2 separate regions of the Rattus norvegicus genome follow, and region 2 is linked to region 1. Evidence: chromatin contacts called from public Hi-C data. All regions are on one chromosome and are shown on one strand. Each heading gives the region's core, a stretch centred on a gene start, on an enhancer-like site or on the middle of the called end of the contact. The rest is flanking DNA. Distances are from core to core; before and after follow the strand shown. Region 1 has its middle 49 kb from the start of Fli1. Region 2 has its middle 230 kb from the start of Ets1.

Region 1 (6,299 bases), core at 1,890-4,389:
GCCTCTCTTTCCTTTCTCCTCCTTTCCCCATCTCCACCCCACAACTCTGGCCATAGTTGTCTTGGAACCCCACTGGAGTTTAGATCTTGGATGTCCTGTTTGTTAAAGGTCTGAGTGCTTATCTTTTGTGTTCCTGGGAGATCACAAAACCTTTGGCTGAGGGGTCAAGTGGAAGGAAGCTCAGTCATTGGGAGAATGCTTATGAAGGAAGTGTTCAGACCCTCACCCCTTCCTGCCCCTCCCCCCTCTCTCCCCCTCCCCACTCCCCTCCTGCTTTCCAGCTAGTATGAAGTGAGCAGCCTTGTTCCAACTTCACTGCCCGTATTGACTCACGGGGTCACAATGCAATAGACCACTGGCTATGCACTGACACCTTTCAACTGGGAGACAACAGGGGTGGTATCCTTTAAACTGATTGTGTTTATTATTTGTCTGTGGCAGTGGACTCTTCTTCTCGCCCTTCTTTGTTCTCTGCCTCTTTGAAGGATACTTATGATGGTGAGTTTTCTCTATCAGGTCAGCTGGGCTGTAAGGTGTTATGAAGTTGTCTGGTCAGTCTCCAATCTGGATGGTGTAGTGCAAATAGTTTTTAGACGGGATGAACTGGTCAGTCCGTAGCTCTCTCTTGACAGGCTGATGGGAGGAATCATCTAATCTGAGGGAGGCCCTGTCTCAGGAGAAAATACTGATATTCATCCCCCTGAGATCAAAGAATTCTGCCTCCACACTTGAGATGATGAGCTCCCACCCCTCCTCTACCACAAGCTGCATTTGCTCATCAGCTGAGGTAACCTGGGCTTCTATTGAATGTTCCTTTACTACTTGGTTGTGTGAGCCTGGCCGAGCTCGATCTGTAATGCTTGCCCTATCCTATGAGCCCTTCACCCAGGCTTGGCCTCCTGCTGTAATGCACGCCCCGCCCCCGCTCCAGCACCACACAAACAACCTGGACACTCACTGAGAACTCGCTCTCAGTAGCCAGTGCCCCACATCCCAGTGGCCTCTTGTGTTCTCCCGGCTGAGTAGTTCAGTTCATCTCACAGATGGTTCTGAGTCTCTGGCTTCTCTGCTCTGCTTTGGCTGCCAGTCTGTTCCTAGCCCCACCCTCTGTGCTTCGTTCAACTGGCAGTGGTCTGAACGGCATTGCCAACCCTTGAGTGTCTGTGTTCACCTTTCTCAATTGAGCAGTACACTGTTCTACACTCCCCACCCAACTTGTGTGTGTGTGTGTGTGTGTGTGTGTGTGTGTGTAATGGACTTTTCACATGACCAGCGAATCGAACCCCGAAGCCCAGCTGTCCACTGCTCATTGCTGCCTTTGGTCCCACACTTTAGGATGCAGAGTCACGATAAATGGAGCTTTGAACTACACTGACTTTTTCCAAAACTACAGTTTTATTCCCGAAATGCCTGGTTTCCTAACTCAGCTGGCACCCGTGTCTTCTCATCCGCTCCCTCCCCAGCTTCTTTTCAGTTGGATCTTTCTTCCATGCCCCTTACTGTCTTGATTAAACTCCCCCCACTTGCTTCCAGCTCCCGTCTGCCCTTCCAGTCCAAGGACCTCCAGAGTTCCTCATTCCCATTTAACCAGAAGACTGGCACTCTCGGGATTGTCTTTGAATGTCTACATCTTTTCTTGCTTCCTTCCCATTCAGCTTCTGACAAGAGGGCCCCACGTCTTTCTAACAAATGTCTTTGAGGCTGGACCCCCAGGATCACAGGGAAACCCATTTCTCCTGTCTTCCAAGAGAGAAGACTATCAAAAGCTTTGGCTTTGGTCTACCCCTGGGCTACCAGGTCAGCATTCGAGAGATCTGGGGAAAGGGGGTCCAGAGAAGATCATGTTTCCTTGCTTGGAGTCCTTGAACATACTGGGATTTTGAGGCCAGGAGGCTGCTTGACTTCCCCCTGGGCTTGTGAAAGTCAGGTAGTGTTTAGAGGGCAAATGGTTAGCTTGGGGAGTTCTAGACTTTGTCTAATTTCCCAGCTGCAGAGGTTTGGAGGAAAACACTAGTACTTCTGTATTGGTCCTTGATGTGGAAGGGGCCGTTTACTTTCCTCTGTGTTCACACTGTCTATCCAGGTGACAAGAGGCTGAGCCCAGCTCCACCGTAGTCAAGAGCAGTGCCCTGGCTCCTTAACACAGTTAAGGATTTGCCAGGCTCCTATGGTCAGATCTTATTTGAGCTGAGGCACAGCTTGGTGTTTCCATCTGGGCACATTGTTATGGACATTTGAAAGTAACAGAGATGCTGGAAAGAGGTCCAAGACTCTCCTCTGACACTTGTCACTTCTCCTCTGCCTCAACTGTCAACCACAAGGGTCATCCAATATGGCTGATGAACATTAGCTACCCTCAAACACTTTACATGCTTCGAAGAAGAACTGAGGAACACCACTTGTAACATTCTAGTTTTCGTTTGCTTGGTCTTTGCTTGGTTGTTAAGTCACCTCTGAATTGGAGTCTAGTGAGACTCAAAATCCCATGGGGTGGGGACAGAGATACTCCATGGACTTTAGACGAAAAGTCCTTACAGGCTTCCCTAGGCAGCCTTTGTAATCATCTTTACACCCAACAGTCTTCGGCAAAGAGGAGGGGCGTGCCCAGCCTCTTCCTTGGTGAGAGTTCTGGAAGCCCACTTCACTAGTGTTCCTTATGGAAAAAGAGAGCTCTGCTTTGCGTGTTACCAGGAGGAGGAGCCTTAGCAGCGCAGACAAACCCTTCCCACCCCACTGCTCCCACCTCGGACTGAACCCTGTGCCCGTAGTACACGCGTCCTCCCTAGACCTCTGCTCCAGTGCTCAGAGAAGCTCATACAGCGCCTCTTCTGCCAACCTTCTAGTACTTCTACACAGGGCCTTTCTCTGCCGTGACGTCACTCTCTAACCTGCACCCTTGTGCCAGCTTCTCTTCTGCAGTCATCTCTGAGTGTCTAGGGGATGCGGTTCGTGTCTGCCCATCTCGGTCCTCAGCAGCTTCTAGGCAAAAGGCTGGGCGACCAGGAAGATGTCTCTTAACTCACGATAGTCCAGAACTCAAGGCAGAAGAGACTAGGAGGGGCTGCCTATCCGCTAGCCTGTCTTAAATAGCAGTACCTCAGGACAAACGCGTAGTTAGCCACCTTGTACCACCTGCATCCGGCCAGCAGGGGTCGCTACAAAGCAGAGTTCGTGTCTCTGCTGTCAAGTGATGGAGCCTGCAGGAGGAGAGGCCTTTGGCTGAAGGGAGGTCCTTGCTCGTGAACTTTTCTGTTCTGCGAGGTCTCTTTTTGAAGAAAAAAAAATGCCCTTTGAATGTAGCTTCCCCTCTCCCAAAGAAGACAGGTTTTCAGCTCTGTCCTCTTATCCCAAACTTACTTGGCCTTTTCTTAAAAACGCACCGTGCCTAGAGGGACTTATTTTTAAGTAACATGCATATAGCACATGTAGTTGGGAAGTGCTTTCTGAACTCATTTCCCCCTCCAACTTTGAAGGTAAATATCAACAATAAAGAATTTTGAATAAAAAAAGAATACTAAGGATTAGGATTTGCAGTATCCATATCTATATATCTATATATAAAAGTCAGATTTGGACAACATGCAGACTGTCCAAATATCATTTACTGGCTTTTTTCACTGTCAATATGACATTTCATTCCTGTATTCTTCCCCCACGGTGAGAAAATACCATGCATCTGTCAGACGGCATTATCAAAACAAGAATAAACATTGGAGAGGGTTTGGGGAAATGGAACCTTCGCACTGTGGATGGGGATGCAGAAAGATACAGCTACCATGGCAACCTAAAACCACTGGTGACCCAGGGATCTGCTTCAGAGTCTTTTCTTAGATGAGCTGACATCAGCATCCTGGACTGCATTCTCCTGTCTCCTGCGACATTATTGATAGTGGCTAAGGTGTGGAAAAATATCCTAACTATTTTTGACAACTAAATAGAGCAATCGAACACAGCAGATACTTACCATGAAACATTGACTACCTTGATCGACGGAGGAATTCCTATCACATGAGACAGCACAGATAAAACCAGGGACCTGCCTCTTCTGGATATACCGAGAACGAGAGTCTAACTCAAGTCCCTATTAATTGTAGGGCCAGCCACACTGTATCTTCTTTGCTCTCCCAGCACAAGTACAGTCTGTCAGTGAGCAGGAGTCCCAGTGCGCAGGGTTATTGGGTCTCCAGGCCATACCACCTGGTCTCCAGCCTTGTCAGCTATGAGACGGGGTAATTATTAACTCACCCTAGGCCCGTTTTCTTGTTGTTACAAAGCTGATAATAACACACCACAAATCACAGGGTCTGTAAGGATTAAATACTATGGTGCATGGCGAGAGCAAATAAATGGCAAGGCAGTAAAGAAAAAAAAAAGACAACCCTTTCCCCCAAGACATGGCTCCATACACTCTAGTCTGGTCTTGGATACTTTATCTGTAGTAACTGGGTGTGTCGTTATAGTTCTCTAAACACAACTGTGTAACAGTTACCTACACAATAGTTATGTTGTTTAAAGCATTTGGAGCCTGTATGGACTCTACTCTTTGAGAGGGGGTCCTGGAACCAATTTCCTAGAGAGAGCAAAAGATGGCCATATCTTAAATTTTATATTATGTAAAGAGAGAAATTGAGTCAGAGGCTAAGTGACAACCCCGTGTGGGACTTGATTCCAAGGCCTGTTTTATGCATAAGCCCAACCCCTATTCAACTGTGTGGCGGGCACACCCACATCAGCGTGGTGTGGCTGGACTGGATTAACAATACAACCATTTGGTTTTGTTACACAGGGAGTGGATCCTGCCTAGATGGAAACTTGTCCTCGTCGGCCAGGCATGGGGGGCTGCGGGCACCATATCCTTTTGTCCTGTACCTCTCCTTGTTGGCCTTAAGAGGGCGCCATTGAGCCATGTTCTTCAAGTTCCAGGCTCACGAACTCCACAGTCCAATATGAAATTTCACAGCATGAAAAAAGACAAACTCAAAGGGCTGAACCCCTAACTGCTGAGACTTTTATCTTTATGAAAAAGCAGATCTTAAAAACAAACTCCCTCTACTGCAGGAACCAGAGGACTTTGTCAGAAGTCAAGGTTACTGCAACCTGTGGTTTTCCCTTTGTTTTGCTCAATCTACTTTATAGAGAAAGATACAAAACTGTCTTAAAACAAAACAACACACACACACACACACACACACACACACACACACACACACACACACACAGAGCAAAGAGAAACACAGCAACTTTGAAGACAGAGTCAAGTGCAGGCTGCAGCCTTAACCTTGTCTGGGAAGGTGTCTTAGAGCTTGTCTCTCCATGACAGGATAAAACAAATGTTTAACTCTGCTTAATGCTAAGAGGAATGTAGCCTGTCAGAGAACATAGCAACCCTGGAAAATAATTAGTTTATTTTCCGTTGCTTATTCACCAAAGCTGAGTTTCTAAATCGAGTGTCTCCCCAAGGCAGCTTTCACCAGGAGAAGCCAACTGTCTCAAAATGCCAGCCTGTACCCACCTGGGGCATGGCCACATCTACTTTGGATCCTTGGGCTGGCTCTATATTGACCTCCTCCTTAGGGAGACTCCTGGGTTGTTCTTAAATTTTTCTTTAAGAATCCACAATCCCACAATTGCCCTTTGTGTGTGCACAATGGTGGGTAGTGTCCTTGCTGTCACTGGAGAGGAGGAGTCTGGCCCATCTCCGAAGAGAACTCTTCTAGGGACAAGGTTTTGGTGGTGGGAGAAAGCATGACAGTATACAGGAAGCCTGGGGTTCAATATTCACTAGAAAAGGTGGAGGGAAGAAAGAAAAAAAGACAAAGAAAAGAAAAACAAGAGAAGAGAGAATGTGTCTAACCCCACTACTTCTGGGCACTAACAGACCATCCCTGAGTTTAAAAAGCTCCGCTTAGCTTCCCTAACAATCTTGTGAGCATTCTGTGGCTTAAATGATATAGACCTACCACATCTAACAGAGTGGCTGTGCTGAGGCCCTAGCCTTTGTAATTCAAGTCCAGGGCTCCTTAAATTGCCAGTGTTAACTTTCTGAGCAGTGGCCAGGGCTGAAGGTCAAATACACTCAGCTCTGTCAGTCCCTGTCTCTCTCCTTCAAAGAGCTGACGCCCTGCTCTAGGCTCATACCCTTCATACCTCTCTCACTCTTCTCCCACTCTCCCAAGTTTACCCTTATCAAAAAGACCCTTGCTTCAGGCAAAATGACTTGGCCCATCTTGCTTAAAATGAAATGAATCTCCAGGAGGCGGCCCCATCCTGGCCTTGAGCTGCCTAGCTTCATGGTCTTC
Region 2 (6,299 bases), core at 2,095-4,594, 340 kb after region 1:
AAGTGTCTGTCATTATTTGATGCCCCACCAGCAGCCCAGCCAGAGCAGAGGTAGGTTTTTCTGTAGTTTCTACACTTGCCTGTTCGAGGCATATATTAGGGGCTGTGAAGTACATAGGAAAGCCCCATTTCCAGCATTCACTAGTGGTTTCTGTTCCTGTCTAGGGGAAGGGGATGTCTTTGTAAATGTACAGGATGGGACACTGGGTGTAGTCCAGTTGGCTGATTAGCGCAGGCTGAAGAATAGTCATAGGTGGTCTCTTCTGTATTTTCCATCAGAGCCACACTTCACCTCTTACCTCTGCAGTGTACATGAGTGGCAGTGCAGATTCTAGAAGAGCCTGGTGCTCACTCAGAGGTGATTTCCAAGGGAAATGCTTGGGAATCTTCTTTTTCCCTCTCAGAGTTTGGCAGAGTCAGTTTCCTCGAATCCTGGTGTCACAGACCAAAACACTTATAAACAGCCCGTGCTGCTCTCAACTGCAGCCCTTCCTCCCCAAATTCCTTCAGTAGCTCAATTCCCAGCAAGCTTTTCTTCTGTGGTGCAATGTGCTTCCCTGCCTTCGTGACATCCCTGTCCCCTGTGAGTGCTGGCTTTTCTTCTCTGACATAGTCACAACCCTCTGAGTTTGCTCACTTGATGGAGAAGTTCCAGACAACTTCAGGCTGTGACTGCAGGATTAAAAGTTCTCTGGGCATGGTGCTCTTGACCCTGCCAAAGGACATGTGGTGCTAGGTTTAACAGAAAAATTACATTCACTTGTCTGCTTCAAGTATTAGTTGACATGCCCAGGCTCACAAAGCAGGGAGCCCTCATTTACAATGGAGTTGCCATCTTGCTGATTTCCTGTATTCAGTGGTTAGACTTCATACTGGAAAGAACTTGGAGGGCCTTATACTGGTTTGTACTGTGGAGATGTAGGACAGATAGTCGGTGTTATGTACTTGTTTAGTGACACATGTAGAAAAAAAAGGGTAGGTAAGAAGCAATTGTGATTTTTTTAAAAACTTATTTTCTTCTTCAAAACTTGTACATAGATTGTGTGTGTGTGTGTGTGTGTGTGTGTGTGTGTGTGTGTAAACTCATGAACTTAACATTCATTTCTACCCCAGTGATGATCCTTCCTACACCATAGTTTACAGATGCATTTTCTATCGATTGACCTTCATACAATTTTGCCATGGCCTGCATGAACCATTTACCCTACATCTTTTTTTTTAAATAATCAAATCATATTGTTATTTCCTTCAGGTGTCTTACGTCCTTCAAACAGGTATACGGTCCCTGAAGATAGAAGCTTCCAAATGCTCTCATCCTGTGTTGGCAGAATTCCCGTTAGGTGTGCCAACTTTATGTAAGAGCCACACGGGAGAATCACATGGTCTAAAGTTCAGGTTCACTTCAGAGTTCTAACCAGGGATTTTCTTAAAGACATAGTAAGGGGAGAGTCCCAGATTACTTGCAAGTAAGTCAGGTATCATGGGCCTGATCTTTGCCTCAGACCTACATGATAATTGTCTCATTGTTAGGAACATGTTCAACTTTCTCCTTCTTACCCCTCCTTGTCTCTCTCTCTCTCCACAAAGGTGGAGACCAAAGTTACCGGAAGCCTCAATTGTCAGAGCTCAAAGCCCTCGCTCAACATTTGACATTTGGAAACGTGTCCCCCCCTCCCCTTCCTCTGCACCCTCATCTTGTTTGCATGGGTGCCAGCCTTAGAGATAACCATATCAGGCAGAAAAAATGAAATGTGTTTCCTTCTAAAGTGTCTTCCTCCTACACGGTACAGCTAGGCACCCCAGGCTTGTCTGCATATAACTTAGGCTTCTCTCTTTTGACTTTTAGGCCAGCAGATAGAACATTTCACATTTTTTTTCTAGAAAGAGACAGAAATCATGGAACTTTTAAACCAGAAAAAAAAACCTAGCAGATTATTTCCCCCGAAAGTCTTGTTTGATGGTGGTGGTGGTGGTGGTGGTGGTGGTGGTGGTGGTGGTGGTGGTGGTGGTGATTGTGATTGGAGAAGTTTGATCCTTGGTTTGCAGTCAGTTACATATGAACTGAGCTGGTATCGAACCTCAGCAGTTTTATAATGTCAAGACTGATATTCCTATCAGAAAGGCTCGGTCGGGATGCATTCACTTTAGCAAGAATTCTGAAAGTTCAGACAGTGGACTTTCCCAGAACCTTTACAGACCAAAGAAAGTCTCTCATGAATTCATCGGGGAAATAGACCAGCCCTGTCCTGTAGTGTCTTTCTTGGGAGGATGGCTGGAGACTGGAATAGCTCTGGGCCTGACCTGGAGTCTGTTTCAGGCAGGTAGTTGAACTCCTTCAGCTTTGTGTGACCGCTGTGTACCCAAGACTTAAATGCTGAAGCCTGACACACACATGCTCCTAGAGGCCTCCTCAAGACATTGAAGGACGCTAAATTTAACTCTTTAACATCCGCCAAATCTGGTAACAGAAGAAAACGGGAGGCAAGGCTGGGTCTCTGCTTTGTACGGTTTGGAGACATCCAAAATAAGAATGCCCAAAGTATTCCCCACCCCATACACACCCCAAAGGGCCAGAACACTAGAGGAGTTCTCTACTTTTGGCCTTTGGGGGATTTTTAGGGCAAATCCAAACAAAACCAAAAGGGCTCCAAACTTAGTGGTACTATTCTCCTAGGAATTGGAAATGTGACCAGAGACAAAACCAGAAGAGAGAAAATGGGTGGAATCCCCAACCTGGCTTTGTCTCCTCCCATCTTGGACCGTATCTGGAATTCTCTCTAACGCCCATGCCACTCTCGAAACACTGAGTGGTTGGAAGACCAGCAGAGGTGCGTAAAAACCTCCTTCATGTGCCACTGTATCATTTAGAGGTGACACTCACCGGGGTCCTGTGCAGCACCATTGTGCTCTGTGTGGTTTGTGTGTGGTGGGGAAGTCAGGTCTAGGAGCTGCATGGCGTTCACCTCGGGGCTCCAAGCTCACAGCCAACATTTTGCTTCCTCAAGGGCCAGTGAGAATAGCCTGTTTGAACCCCAAAGGCACACTCTCAATCTAGGGCACGACCCCTTTTGGTGCTCTTGGCTACAGTTCTTGTCCTACCCCCAGCCTGCAGGGTTCTGCTGAAGCAGAACCGTGCACTTCCGGACCCCACACTCTACTTGCGTGCTTCCCAGCCCACTAGAGAGATTTTTCAGAAAACTATTTTTAGAAATAGTAACCTCAGAGTAAGAAAGGCACGGCACTCCAGATTGGGCGTTTTTCTGGGCCAAGCAAGCTAAGGAGCAGTTGTTTAAAGAGAAAGGTGTAACAGCAGCCCTTGCTGTTCAGCTGGGGGATCGTCTGCAGATTCCTGGGTTTGACTCCCTCTAGCGTCTCGATTAGGAAGACAAGTCTAAAGCCAGGCTTAGGAGACTTGTGGGGAACTGGGACACAAAGTATTTTTCTTTGTTTTGTTCCTAGTTCCTCCTCTGCTCTCCATTCTCTCTTTTGTGACAGACTTCCCAGCACGAGAAGAAAATGAAGATTAAATATTAAATTTACGAATAGCAGAGCGATTTATTTGCATCTTTTTTCTTATTCCTGGAAGGATCAGTGATTAAGCAGAAGTTTATCTCAAGAATGAGGCTATAATGTAACTTCTGGATATCTCTGTTTACATAAAGTCTATTCCCTGAAGAGAATCTGCATGCGCGCTGTTAGGGAACACTGTGTACTGTGCACCTCGTCACAGAATTAGGGTCAGCCGTACTGCTGCTTTTGGAGAGGACAGATTAAGAGGAGGGGCTTGTGGGTGCAGTGGCAAGGCAGCATGAGACTTCATAAATGTAAGGGACACAGGCACATAGGACTAGAAGCACAAAGCAGTGTGTCTGTCTTTGAAAGTTGGAATCATTGGTTGTTTTATCGTATTTCCCTATGAATTTGATGAGCCTTCTTCACGAAGGAAACAGAAGAAAAAACTAAATGAACTTTTCTAGGTCTCTGAATGTGAGGATTCTAAAACTGAGTGCCGTGCGATTTCCCGATGGAAAGGAAGCTCTAATTGAAGGAATCTTCATTGGCCAGGAGAGCTCAGTCCTCCAGTTGGAACGTTTATCAGCGTGGAAAAGAGGTGGCAGACAATTATCTGGTTAGGTTATAGATGGCTGGATTTCTCCTATAACCTGGCTGTGGCTTACTAACGTCTGAGCTACAGAGTAAACCCAAGTGACTGTGGGTGACAGGACGGGAAACGTGTGCAGTGCACACTTAAGACATGCTCGTACCTCCCGGCCTGTTTTGAGTCAGACTTTGTGAATTATAGAACAGCAGCCATTCATTCAACAGAAAGCATTCCATTCACAAACACTGCAGCTAAGCTCACAATGGTTCATTATGAGTTCTTTTGCTGAAGGGCTACTTGCCTTTCCAGGGCAACAGCCTCTTCTTTGACTGCCTTTCTCTCAGCTCCCATTTACCATTTTCACATCATTCTCTTTAGAACTTATCTGATGTCTAGCAGCCCCTGGTGGGCAGACTGGAATGCTCCCACCACCCTTAACATACTCACACTGAGCCTGTAAACATCAAACGATGATTTAATCCACTAAGGTAGATTTTCCAGAATGTATCGGTTTCTTTGCCTTTGCTACCATGGAAAACAAAGGCATGGGTGTTGGGCTCAGAAGATGGCGCAGTGTATAAAGTGCCTGTCTTACATATTCAGGATCCATGCTCAGTCTCCAGACCCAAGAAAAACAGAACAAACAAACAAACAAACAAACAAACAAAAAACAAGTGCATGCTGTGTTCGATTGAAGACCCTGAACAGTGGTTTTGAAGATCGTTTTAAGTGTGAAGAAAGCCTGTGAGGCTTTAAGACTCTAGATGTCAGGTTGCAGTATTGGTGGCAAATGCCTTCCTTGTTCAATATACAGGAGGCTCTCATAGGTGAGGGCAGGGCAGGGCATTAGTTGAGGAGGAGACAAAATTATTGAGCTGAAATGGCAAGGAACTGAATTGTTTTTTTTTCTTTCTTTTCTGTCTTTTTTAAAAAAAGTTGTCATCGGTTCTTTGTGAGTTTCCCATCATGCACCCCAGTTCTGCTCATCTCCTGTCCCCTCATAACCCCACCTTTCACCCTGTAACCTTCCCCCAAATAAAAAAACAAACAAACACATCATCATGGAAGCTGTATTCATGTCAGTGTGTCCCACACTGTATCCCTCTGTCCACGCGTCTTCATTTGCAAACGTTCATTTCAACGAGTCATTGGTCGGGCTTGAGACTTCTGGTTTCGGTGACACCATCAATATTGGATCCTCATCGGGGCTCTACCCAGTTATCATGTTGTTGCCTTGTGTCTTGGAGAGGCTGTAGCTTTGGATCAGCAGGACTGGCCATTTCATGCATCCCAGTCATTTGCAGATGATATAGAGCCAGTGTCGAGCCTTGTGTCTGGGCCTAGGAGGTAGCTGAGCTGGTCAGCCTGTCTTAACTCTCCCATATGCACATCTCCAGGGTGAGTTCTCCAGCACCACTCCAGGTAGACCATCCAAAGTCATCCACAGCAGGAGGTAGGTAGGGCCAGCTCTCTTGACTACCTAGGGAAGGGAGAAGCAATGGGTTTGAGGGCATTCCCCCAACCAACACACACACACACACACACACACACACACACACACACACACACACACACACCACTTCACGTCTGATGAGTGGGAGGACCAACTTTCCCATGCTTTCCCGCTTGGAGTCAGCTCATCAACACCCTTTCACTAGGGCCAGCTTTCTAGATTGCTGAAGCTGGTGATTGGGGCATTATCTCTGAGCCAGTGCCACCCCGTGGCAGACCAGTGCCATACTAACATACTCCTGCCCTCTGGTCCAGGCCACCAACATCCCTGCACCAGGGCCAGCTCCACTGTGCTGCCTGGGTGAGGGGCAGGATTCCTGTGAAGAGGGCTGGGAGGATATGGGAGTGCATCACCTCTGAACCCATGCCTTCCCATGGCAGCTGAGTGGCAGGGTCAGCTCTTCCGCCCACACTCACACCCCCAGGGCTAGCTCACCCACACCATCGCCACAAGGGCCAGGTCCTCTCTGCTGTCCAGGCGAAGTGCAAGGATCAGTCTCCTGAGTGTTACTGTGTTGGGGCCAGCTCTCCAGTGCCGCAGCCAGTGAGGGGAAGGGCCAGTTCTGCACAGCCCCTGGACATCCACGTGGTCCCTGGCCGCTGCCCCAACCAGGAATATCTCCATGTTCTCAAGTGGTAATATGAGCCACAAACGTAGACACTGACCCCTAGATGCCACTGTGTAG

The links. Hi-C and Micro-C count contacts between places; a contact is called where the count stands out from the background.
Region 2: a Hi-C map of liver shows a contact between it and region 1, with 11 times the contacts expected there. The contact joins two enhancer-like sites. A contact is called at or near these places in 12 of 12 Hi-C or Micro-C datasets (the A7r5 cell line, the Rat2 cell line, Schwann cells and 7 more) and 1 of 1 datasets of contacts at active chromatin or transcription factors (oligodendrocytes).

The regions. Positions count from the first base shown.
Region 1 is chr8:39,254,037-39,260,335 of GRCr8, forward strand. No RefSeq gene overlaps it. Among named protein-coding and RNA genes, the nearest start is that of Fli1, 49 kb to the left of the region's middle. Within about 2 kb of position 3,140, at least 1 of the 93 cell types and tissues checked has an H3K27ac peak or open chromatin away from gene starts, as enhancers often do.
Region 2 is chr8:39,589,542-39,595,840 of GRCr8, forward strand. No RefSeq gene overlaps it. Among named protein-coding and RNA genes, the nearest start is that of Ets1, 230 kb to the left of the region's middle. Within about 2 kb of position 3,345, at least 29 of the 93 cell types and tissues checked have an H3K27ac peak or open chromatin away from gene starts, as enhancers often do.